Linked DNA regions of Mus musculus: region 1 is linked to region 2. Evidence: chromatin contacts called from public promoter capture Hi-C data. All regions are on one chromosome and are shown on one strand. The core of a region is the stretch at or near the end of the contact, and the rest is flanking DNA. Distances in the headings are between cores, read along the strand shown.

What was found. Promoter capture Hi-C pulls out the DNA fragments that hold promoters and counts their contacts.
Region 1: a promoter capture Hi-C map of neutrophils shows a contact between it and region 2, with 4 times the contacts expected there. The contact joins the promoter of Mrpl53 here to the promoter of 2310069B03Rik in region 2. A contact is called at or near these places in 10 of 39 promoter capture datasets (the 3T3-L1 cell line, 3T3-L1-derived adipocytes, the HPC-7 cell line and 7 more) and 3 of 115 datasets of contacts at active chromatin or transcription factors (bone marrow-derived macrophages, embryonic stem cells and pancreatic cancer cells).

What each region holds. Positions count from the first base shown.
Region 1 is chr6:83,107,509-83,113,146 of GRCm38.p6, reverse strand. Mrpl53 (mitochondrial ribosomal protein L53) reads right to left here and starts at 4,039. Exons shown (of 3, transcript NM_026744.3): 1 at 3,944-4,039; 2 at 3,721-3,833; 3 at 3,215-3,625. The coding sequence starts at 4,035. The coding sequence ends at 3,474. Ccdc142 (coiled-coil domain containing 142) reads right to left here. Exons shown (of 9, transcript NM_001081266.1): 7 at 5,515-5,638; 8 at 5,193-5,392; 9 at 4,026-5,056. The coding sequence ends at 4,770.
Region 2 is chr6:82,877,554-82,883,432 of GRCm38.p6, reverse strand. 2310069B03Rik (RIKEN cDNA 2310069B03 gene) reads left to right here and starts at 1,580. Exons shown (of 4, transcript NR_040520.1): 1 at 1,580-1,664; 2 at 2,124-2,196; 3 at 2,977-3,038; 4 at 3,957-5,567.

The sequences.
Region 1 (5,638 bases), core at 2,790-5,289, 230 kb before region 2:
CTGTTATTCTTCCCTTTCCCCATGAGGGTCCCAGGGATCAAACAGGCCATCAAGCCTCGTGGTAAGCAGTTTTACCCGATGAGCCATCTGTTCAAGCCCTGGATGCCCTTTGTTTTTGTTTGTTTTTTTATTTTAATCTAGAGTATTTTCATTCCTAAGTTAATGGAACCAACACAGAACCTTTAGATAGGTGGACAAGCCTATACTATTCTTATTTGACAAATGAGAGTGGACAGTGACAGATTTATCTGTCCCATGTCATAACTACTTAAGGGCAGAGCTGACTGGGATTGACAGCTGTTCTGGTTTTGTTTTGTTTTTTGAGACAGGGTTTCTCTGTATAGCCCTGGCTGTCCTGGAACTCACTTTGTAGACCAGGCTGGCCTCGAACTCAGAAATCCACCTGCCTCTGCCTCCCGAGTGCTGGGATTAAAGGCATGTGCCACCACGCCCAGCTCTGTTTTTGTTTTTAAGATTCATTTATTTATGTATATGAGTACACTGTAGCTGTACAGATGGTTGTGAGCCACCATGTGGTTGCTGGAAATTGAACTCAGGACCTTCGAAAGAGCAGTCAGTGCTCTTAACCACTGAGCCATCTTTCCAGCCTGACACCTGCTGTTTTTAACAAAAACTCATTCAATTTTACCAGTGAAGACTTGGGAGCCAGATGCTAGGGTTAAAGCCTGCTAGCTGAGAGACAGAGAAAACACCCAGCAGACCTTCCTCCTCAGCCTAAGTCTCACCGGGAATGACCCTCTCTCACAGTCTCAAGCAATTCTACTTCCTGTGTGTCTATCTGTTCCCCTGACTCTTTCTCTCTATCATTTTTTCTTAATAAGCCCATGTTCACTTCCTGACAACACTTGGGCCTGTGGTTGCTTGCTCTACTTCTTGACCTACAGTTGACTTTAATCTTGTTTACAATAGTTCAGAAAGCTTTTGGATTAAAGGTGTATGCTAAGGCTGAGCCACACCACAACTATTTTCCAGTATTCCAGTATTTTCCAGTAAGTAACACAATCTTGGGGTTCACAGAATGGCCAAATATCCTGCAGCACACACCCCAGGCCTTCAGGGAGATGTCTTTCTTAAAGGATGGCAGCGAGAGAGCCTCTACTACTCATTTAGGCAGGGAAGAATTACAGTATTGCTGGGGAGTGGGGCCCGAGTTATCTGGTAAACTACATAGCTATTCTTAGCTGGGCATTCTTAAGTTCTCTGGCAGTGGCTGTGGGCTTTTTTTTTTTTTTTTTTTTTTTTTTTTTTTTTTTTTTTCTCTCTTCTTGTAATTCAAGGTGAGAAACAAAGGGGCTGGGAAGGTGGCCCAGTGATTTGAGCACTTGCTGGGAAAGCATGAACTGACTTGGGATCCAGCATGCTCACATAAAAGGCCAGGGCGCATCCGCAGCACTGGGGTAAGGAGATAGGGGATTCTGGGTGCTTGCTGGCTAGGTGGGGTAATATATGCCTGTAACCACAGCACTTGGGGGATGGAGATAGGGGATTCTGGGTGCTTGCTGGCTAGGCTAGCTGAAAAGAGTAAGGTCAGGTTCAGTGAGACATTTTATCTGGAAACAAGACAAAACAAAACAATAACAAAAATCCAAAACAGATGGAACATGGTAAAGGAAAATACACAACCTTTGGCTTCCACATTTGCAAACACAGGCATGTGCACCTACATACATATACATACACAAAAAGAAAACAATGATACCGTAACCCAGTGTACACACACACACACATATGCTAGAGTGTCTTTATTTATAAAATATACAGTCATTTATTCAAAACTAAAACTTCTTAAAAGAATACTCTTGTGGCTGTAGTAAGAATGTTGGTTTCTTTAGAAATTCAGTTATGTTTTAGTGCCAGGTGTGGGGTAAGAAGCTGTGTCCCAGCCGGTGATTATGAACTGCCTTGTGCACTAGCAGGGGTGTGATTTTTACCTGCTGCAGAGAGATTAATTCTGGGGACTCTGGAGAGGGCCTGCTGCAGCTGCTGATCCCTCTTGCTGCGGCTGCATTTGCTGGATATTCTGATGATGAAGACTGGACTTGCCCCAAGGAACCCAAGGACCCTAATCAGCAGGAAGTAGCCTATAGAGGTCTATATCCCCTCCCCCTCTAATCTTCTCTCCTACATAATGCTGGGGTGTCAGAAGGGATTAGGGTGAAGAAAGGTTGGAAGGGAGGTAGAGGTATAAAAACTAAAAGTTAAAAAAAAAATAACACATGGCATGCATGGATAACTTTTTTTGTACGACTTTTTTTTCTGATTTTTAATGTGCATTCATTGGTGTCTTGCCTACATGCATGTCTGTGAGAGGGTGTCAGATGCCCTAGAACTGGAGTTACAGTTGTGAACTGCTATGTGAGTACTGGAGATTGAACCCTGGTCATCTGGAAGAGTAGCTAGTGCTCTTAAACACTAAGCTACTCCTCTGGCCTCGAATGGATAACTTTTTATGCCATTTGATCCTCTAAAATGACTTCATGGTCACATTAATGGATGTTAACCAAAAACTATTTCCGGACTGTGGGAAGTAAGCCATTATTACCCATGTGAAGGATGAGATTTCATAGCAGCTAAAATGATAAGGGAAAATGACACCAGGCAGGAGAATAAAAGTGGTACAGGAAATGAGTGAGAATGGAAGGGTCTCGATAAGTAGACCAGGCTGGCCTCCTGAGTAGCCTGGATAGTGTGTGCCAATAGACGGGGCTGGCTCCTCTCTTTCCCCTCAGTGCAGACAGACTGGTTGGATCTACGGAGAAAGGGAAGGGATAGGAGAGGAAACACTACATTTCTAGCCTAGAAGGCTGAGCAGGAAGTCAGAAGAGCCAAGTGACCGTTCCACTTGAAGGAAAGAATGTTGGTGGCATATGGGGGAAATTGGCAGTAGCTAATCATAGAAGATGGGGTTAGAACCAAATAAAAAGGTAGGGTTTAAATCCTGAGTAGTTGAAATTATGACAGAATGGGTGGTTCCATGAGAGTGAATGAAGAGTAGACAACACTACTAAGGAAGATGAGTACTGTAGGCTGAGGGTGGTGGCTGTCTAGAATCCCAGCACTGAGGAGCCTGAAGCAGAAAAATGCTTTCACATTTCTAGGCCACCTTGGTCTTCTTACTAAGTTTCAGGTTAGCTCATGGTAAGACCCTCTCTCAAAATCCAAGTAAACAACCTGAGAAAAATAGCATTCATTTGGCAATAAATATTTAATTAAAATGTACTTGGTTGACAGATCCAAATAAAGTTAAACACTGAGAAAGAAAAATTCCAATTTGTCGGGGCCCTTCACCACCCAAACTTACTTATCTTGCCCCAGAAGCCCTGTTGTTAGTGTTCTTGCTCCGTATCATGAGCTCCATGCAGCATTTTGAGTGATTAAAGCCCAGGTCTTCTCAGACCACTCACTGTCTTTAGATTCAAGCTAACATTTGGTTGTTGGACTCTTCTGCCATATCAGCGGCGGGTACTCGTACCCGGGGCGACCTTGTCTGCGCCCGGTGCAGATGCTGCCGCGGCGTTCCTGTCCCGGATGTGGGAGGCCAAGGCACTTAACATTTCCTGAGTGGTGAGGTGGGCACCGCGCATAATCAGCCGATACCCATCTCCTGGGGGAGATGCAAACCGATGAGTTAGGGACCCTGACTATGCAGGGCTATGGCGGCGATCTGCCCTCGCCCACCCGCGTCCCTACCAGGTTTACCGAACAACACGTCCACGCAGGGCTCAGAGCCGTCGTGCCTCACGTCGGCGATCACAGAGCAGTTGAGGTTGGTGGCGCGGACTTTCTCGCTGCTCACCGTCTGGAGGAAGGTCCTGCGGCCGGAGGGCAGCGTGAGCGCGTCCGGGGGACCAGGGAGCCGGGACGAGGGTGCGCGCGCACGCGTGGGGAACACGGACGCCTCCCACCTCCCCAGAACCCGTACCTCGTGGACTCCACGTTCTTCTCAAACGGGCAGAACTGAACTCGAACCAGCTTGACCGGCCGTAGTCCGAGCCGAGCCAAAGCCGCCGCCATGGTTACCTCCACCCCGGAAGGAGTAGCACTGGGGATCGGTTTATTGGAACGGACCGCTTCCGGCGGCTCCGCGGTACTTCGCGCGGCTGACCTCCGGGGCCACCCGCGAATACTTCAGCCATTAGCAGTGTTCTGTGCCACACAGCATAAGCAGTGAATGTGCAAAATCCCCTTCGCAGGAAAACGTCCTTCAGCCCTCTCCCTCGGGGTCCTGCCTGCGAGATCTAGGTCAGCACCACCCCACATCCTGGCTCCTTCCTTGGAAAGGATGTCACTGCGGGGACTGTCCACCCAGCAGAAGGCAAGCCCTGCCCCTGTAGCAACAGCCAAGGCTTAAATGTCCAGGCCCTACAGCCTAATGACTAGAAACAGAGACGGGGAAGGGGTAAGACTGCCCTCCACGTGTAGAAATGTCTGCTTTGTCTGTGTTTCCTCATGAATCAGTTTTCGCTTTGCTCCTGGGATTCGAGAGAAAGCAAGGTTTGCCTGTCTCCTGAGCGCTAGCCCTGTAGACCCCTTCTAGTTTTAGCTCCAAGATGTCTTCATTGTTTCCGACATCCAGATTTCAGGCTGTAGTTTGCCTATTACTCTGGATTGCAGATCCTAGGATGATCTGGGGGTTCAATTCTGGACTCTAGTTTATGAACATGTTTTATCAAGCACCCAGGTTTAAGCTTCTCTAGCATACAGTTCCTTGTCTGGGGCATGATCTGCAACCCCTGGTCCTAGTCAACTTAGGGTTCAGGACTTGTCCTCAGGCAAGAAAAAAAAGGCAGGTGCCAACGTGGGTGTTGGTGCAGCCTCAGGGCAAGCCAGGCTTGCTGGTTTCCCACCAGGTAAGCCTCAGGACTAGGTCCTGGTCCTCCCCCTCCCCCTCCTCCTCGTCCTCCTCCCCCCAGGGTGCTTAGCAGGTGAGTGTTCTGGGCAGGGGAGACTCCAAGACGAAGAGGGGGTGCCAAGTTTTCCAGGCTGTTGAGGCTGCTGGTGGGCAGTTCAGTGGTCTGGACCTCATAACAGAGACCTGGGAAGGCAGGAGTGGACGGCAGGTTGGTGGGGAATGCTGACGCCAAAGCAATGGTGAGATTGGGTGTGGGTGTTCGAAAGCACCCCTGGAAGGGCTTAGAAAAGCCTGGGGTTGAGGAGTGGTGATAACTCACAGCAACGGGGAGGTCTTCTGTGGACTGGATTCTTGGGCAGGGGTTGCTGCAGGAGACACAGCAGGGCCCCATCTAGCTGCTGGAAGATGCTGAGTGAGAGCAGAGTCTGGCGAAGCTCCTGCGACAGGCCCCACTGCTCTTGTTCCAGAACCTCCCTGACCACTCCGAAGTCTTGCTTGAGCTGCAGCGCCCCCTGCAGGCTAGATGTCCAGGTACAATGTGGCCACCAGACACTTCTGCCTCCCCAGACTGCTCTGCCCAAATGGTCTCCATTTTCCCTGTTTGGCATTCTTCCTCTGCCACTAGCATCTTTCCTTCATACCTGAACCGGATCCCATGGGTGAGGATGTGGTCAAGCCAGGCGCCCAGTGTGGCTGTCAGTGCCTGGCCGAGGGCAGGGGCTTGGGCTTCAGGTGGCAATCCCTGAAGTCCTTGCAACACAGGCT
Region 2 (5,879 bases), core at 331-2,830:
ACGAGACCTTGTCTCAAACAAATAGGAAAAAAAAAAAAAAAAGACTAACACTTATTGAGCCTTCACTGTATGTAGGCATGATAGACATATCTCATTTAATCTCATAAATGAGTAAGTATCACTTGGTAAGATTCTCTTATCCCATTTTATTATTTTACTTTTTATCGTTGTTGTATAAGAGAAAGTCTCACTCTGGAGCCCAGGCTGGTCTGAAACTCACTATGTAGCCCCAGGTCGAACTTGTAGCAGTCCTCCTGCCTCAACCTCTCAAGTGCTGGGATTTCATAAACAATCTTCTCAAACCCATCTTGTAGATGAAAACTGAGGCAGAGAGAAAGGAAGTGACTCACCCCAAGTCCCCAAACAGTCCACGCCCAGATGTTCAGGTGCAGAGCACATTTCTTTTTTCAGTTCTAAAGGACTGTGTATACTATCTCAATTAAAGGGAGCCACAGAGGCTGTGGCCATAACTCCGCTAGTAGAATGCCTTCATAGCATGTACCGAGCCCTGGTTTACTATCAGGTGCCACGTAAACTGGCAATGGTGGCATGAACCCCTAATTCCACTCTCAAGGTCAGCTCAAGGTCATCCTTGGCTACATAGTGAATTTGAGGCCAGCCTGGGGTACCTGAGACTCTGTCTCACGAAGACTCTGTTATTTCCAGGTGGCAGGTGTGGAGCTAATGCACACAAAGGTAACTTCAAGATGACAAACTAGCGATAGTTGGTGTTAAGACTCCAACTCAGTGCCCTCCGTGAGCCACCACGCGAATGCTGTCCTTTAAATACTTCTGTAATAGCTGCTTAGGTTTGGAAAGAGTTCCTCGCTCACAGTAAGCTGGTAGAGTAACCAGCTATGCTGTGATGACCCACAAGTGATGTCTACTGGTCATTCTGAGCAATGCAGACAGGGCGGAGCAGGCTGTAATGGAAATCTCAAGGACATTGCTGTAGTAGGGGTAGAAAATCTGTTCTGAATGAGCCGCCCCAACTACAAGCTTTGGTGGCGAATGTTACCTTACACTTCTGAATAGCATTTGTGGTGTAGGAGTTCATCAACAGGAAATGTGGCCAGGCTGATGAACTGAGGCAGGAGAACTGCTGGGAGTTCAAGGCCAGTTTGGACTAAATGGAGAGACTGGGTCAGAAGAGGCATAAGGGGGTTCAAAACAAAGAAGAGGAAGAAGGAAGGAGAGGAGAGGAGAGGAGAGGAGAGGAGAGGAGAGGAGAGGAGAGGAGAGGAGAGGACAGGATAGGACAGGACAGGACAGGACAGGAGAGGACAGGAGAGGACAGGAGAGGAGAGGAAGGCAGGGAAGGAGGGAGGATGGGAGAGAGGTGAGAGAGCTAGATTCTGTCTGTTGACAGCTATTGAGCTATCGTTCTTTTCAGAACAAGCATATCTAAAGGGCAAGCATAAATTGGAATATCTGCTACCCTGCTCTGAGTCCTCCCTCCAGGCCCGATGGCCCAGTCGGCTGCATTGAAGGAAGTGCGCATGGCCAACGCGCGAGGGCGCTCGGGGTTGTGAGTAACTTGAGCATCAGAATACTGAGTCAGAAACTTGTGATACAAAGCCTCACTCTTCTAACCTTCACCAGTTTAGGTCCACTGGAAAGGCCACCGGAGCAGGCTCGGTGGGTCCTGCAGACCTGCAGCGCAGGTTGGGCCCTAGGCCAGTGCGGGAGCAGCATTCTTTGCCCAGCGGGTAGGACGCCTTTGCGGGTGGGTTGGGTGTGGGGGACTGTGAGCAGAGGCTGAGTGATCAATAGCCTGCGTGGTTATGAGGCTCTCTCCTCCGCCCTCCTGCCAGCTCCAGGGCCAGTCCTGCGTGCTTCATAAAATTTTATGTAACCTTGCCAACAGCCACTGAGATCTGAGCATGTCCGCCCTCCGTGCTGCCACTCCTGGGGACCACAAGGTCATCTGCTTGGGACCTCCAAGAGTGGGCTACTGTGGCGTTCCCCTGACTGGCTGGCTGGCCCCTTAGTGCAGGCCCCTGGAGAGGCAGAGAAGATGGTTTGGGGTCCTGGTCTTGAGACTTTTTATTTTAGACCAGGCAGTGTTGATTAATTTGCACCCCACCTTTCCTCCTCAGGGTTCTCTGTTTCTCCCTTTAAAGACAGGATAATCGACGGGCATGGTGGCACACACTTTTGGTCCCAGCACTCTGGAGGCTGAAGCTGAGGATCTATGTGAGTTCGAGGCCAGCCTGGTTGGTCTTCAAAATGAGTTTCAGGACAGCCAGGACTACATAGAAACCCTGTCTCGAAAAACAAAAATAAGCAAGCAAGCAAACAAACAAAAATTAGGCTAATCATAGTTAAAAAGATAACAGATTTTGGTGGGAAGGATGTATGAGCAGTGACCAGGGTCAAGAGCAGTTTGCTGCTCTTCCAGAGGACCTAAGTTCATTTCCCAGCACAGCGCCCTCTCCTGGCCTCCTTACACACCTGCCTATGCACACACATAAATAAAAAAAATTGTATAAAATTTATATAAAAATTTAATAAAAATTTTTAAAAGATACCTGATGCTGAAGAGGTGTCCCTAATGGTAAACACTTGCTGCTCTTGTTGAGGGCCAGAGCTAAGTTCCCAGAACTGTATCAAGTGGCTCACAACGGTCCATATATAAGTGATTCTCAACCTTCCTAATGCTACCACCCTTTAACATGGTTCCTCATGGGGGGTGACCTCCAACCATGAAATTATTTTGTTGCTACTTCATAACTGTAATTTTGCTACTGTTATAGCAAATATCTGCGTTTTCTGGTGGTCTGAAGTGACCTTTATGAAAGGGTCATTCAACTCCCCCAAAGGATGGCCTGTGCAACCCACAGGCTGAGAATCACAGCTCTGTGGTACCTAGTAACTAATGCCTGGTTTCTGAAGGTACCTATGTGCATATGTGCATACATGCATGTGAACTTACACACACACAATAGCTAACAGACTTCAATGTGCTCTGTTCAGGAATGCTCATATTCATAAGGCAGAGATGAGCCCCAACTCAAGACGCCGTACAGAAGTTGCAGGCAAGTCCTTGGGAGGAGGGCTTTTTTTTTTTTTCTTCCCTTTGTCTTTTTTCTGTTTTTTGAGACAGGGTTTCTCTGTATAGCCCTGGCTGTCCTGGAACTCACTTGTAGACCAGGCTGGCCTCGAACTCAGAAATCCTCCTGCCTCTGCCTCCCGAGTGCTGGATTAAAGGCTGAGAAGGGCTTTTGCATGTGGATTTCTTTCTTAGATCCCTAATTACGTTTCTTAACTCGTGTCAGCTGTGCTCCTTTAAGAAAGGGCGGCTGGACTTCCCGACATCACTCAGGTGAAACATGAAGCCATGACCTTAAAATCCAAACAGTACCTCAGACACTCAAAACCCCAACGCTCCATGAATCACTGGCGGTTCTGCAAGCCCGGAAGTTGCATTTATTCAGCAACAGGTTAGGGAGACTTCTATTACTCAGCCAGTCTGCTGACAGATAGTTAGTTCTCCCCGAGGTTTATAATTATGACAGTGACTGCACATGAACAACGTAACTGGCATCCCCTGTCACCTACTGGCACTCCAACACAAAGAATCATTAACTCAGTGGGTGGCAGACTCACCTCAGTTTATCCTCCCTCCCCTCCTACCCTCCATGAAAGCGGGAGTAATTAGTCCTCTGGGAAATTACTCTTCACTCAACTTTCCTTACCTGTGTTTGACTTCCTTTCCACCAGCTCAACCTTCACGTGACTCCTGTGACTCCCGCAGCCTCTGCCCCTCCCTGCCTCACCCACCCATCCCTATCCACCGCTCCCCACCTGACCCCCCCCCCTCCGGGAAACCACGTGTCTAAATTACACCCTGTGGAATTTGATTATAGCTGATTAAATGCATTGTTACAGATTGCCCTGACTTGCTCTCAGTTTTCTTCCTGAAAGAATAATCTTCCATGTTTCTCTTTGTGCAGTGGTTAACATTGAAATCGGAACTGTGTAAAGTGCAAAGAGTGAGCGTCAGTGGAGTGAGTGCCCAGGCACAGATTGGTCCTCTCTACAGCACACACTCCCACCAGGCTTTGGGACCATAGCACACAGTGGAAGAGCGAAGGGAAAGATTGTAAGCCAGATGTCGAGAAAAACTGGAGTGACATCGTCTCCCGGATATGGAATATGGTAGAATCATCGTGCTCACGAGCTCACAGTGCCCCGTAATTGCCTTCACAAGACCTGTACAAGACCCAGCCTGTCAATAATTCCTGCATGGAATTTAAGGCATTCATGAGCCCCCGCCCCTAACTGAGGAGCTGTGGACAGTTACTAGCTTATGAGATAAGTTGGGGGGGGGGGAAGAGTTTTCTTTAAGACTGTGGTTTCCCAGTTGGTTGACCATGCTCCAGTGGATAGCCCCACACCCAGAAGTATGTGGGCAGCACAAATCGGACCCCATGGATTATTTAAAACCCACAGAAGACAGGGAGTATATGGGCTAACCTGAGAGGGGTAGGGAGAAGAGTGGAGAGTGGATATGACCAAAATATTCTGTATAAAACTGTCAAGGAATTAATTATAATCTATATCCCTGTATAAAGGAATCTTTATCTATATCCATGTCCATATCTATATAAAGGAATAGTCCAGGTGGAGGAGGTGGCTCCTTGCTTAAGCTTGCACTGCAGTCTCCCCAGGCAGTTCACAATTGCCTATGACTTCAGCTACAGAGGATTTGACATCCTCTTCTGCTCTCTTTGTGGGCATTTACATGTATGTGCACACACAGAGAGACACATGTATGTACTCATTTTTAAAAAAATCTTTAAAAGGAATAATCTGAATTATAAGCCTTGAGAAGGTAAGGGCCACCATGTTCAATTAATCCCAGATATATCAATAACATGATCAATTAAAAGTTGTTTAACAGACGAGTATCAAAATGTGATGTCAGGGAATGTATGTGTGTATGTGTGTGTGTGTACGTAACCAGAGTACATTATGTACATATATGAAATTGTCTGAGCAGGAAGTTAGTTAATAGATTATATAAAACTGGGACTTCATTGATGAGAAACAAGAAAGAAATACTTGAAGAATATTTTGTAATGGAAAAATTGTAAGCATAACCAAGTGCAATGAACTTGCTTCAAAGTCACACCTTTCTGATAATTGTTACTGCACAGCTAATCTGTGTCACCTCCTCCTTACCTGCCCCACCCCCAGGACTCTGAAGTAGTCATTACATCTGTAAATATTTCCACAAGTATCTCCAATATGAAAATCTATGGGTCCACAAGATGGCTCGGCAGGTAGCAGGGCTTGCAGTCAAGCCTGATGACCTGAGTTCGATCCTCAGGAGCCACCTTAGAACTCTATTAGAACCTTTTATAGCATATTTACACTGGGACCCAGAGAGAGCTCACCCATTGTGATTCCTCAAGACACAGGTCACCCTCTCATTACCTTTAAACTTGCTTGATTTTTCTTTCCTAAGACACCGTCTGGATTTTCCTGATACTACCCCACAGTGTGTATTGAGCAAGCTTTTCTGTTGTGCGTGTCCAATAAACGAGTAGTTTTGTCTTTGGTCAGATGTGGTTATATCTTATTTTCTTCGTATATATCTTGCTATAGCTTCTGTCTTAGTCAGGGTTTCTATTCCTGGTCAAACATCATGACCAAGAAGCAAGTTTGGGAGGAAAAGGTTTATTTAGCTTACATTTTCACGTTGCTGTTCATCACTAAAGGAAGTCAGGACTGAAACTCAAACAGGTCAGGAAGCAGGAGCTGATGCAGACACCATGGAGGGATGTTCTTTACTGGCTTGCTTCCTCTGGCTTGCTCAGCCTGCTCTCTTATAGAACCAAGACTACCAGCCCAGAGATGGTCCCACCCACAAG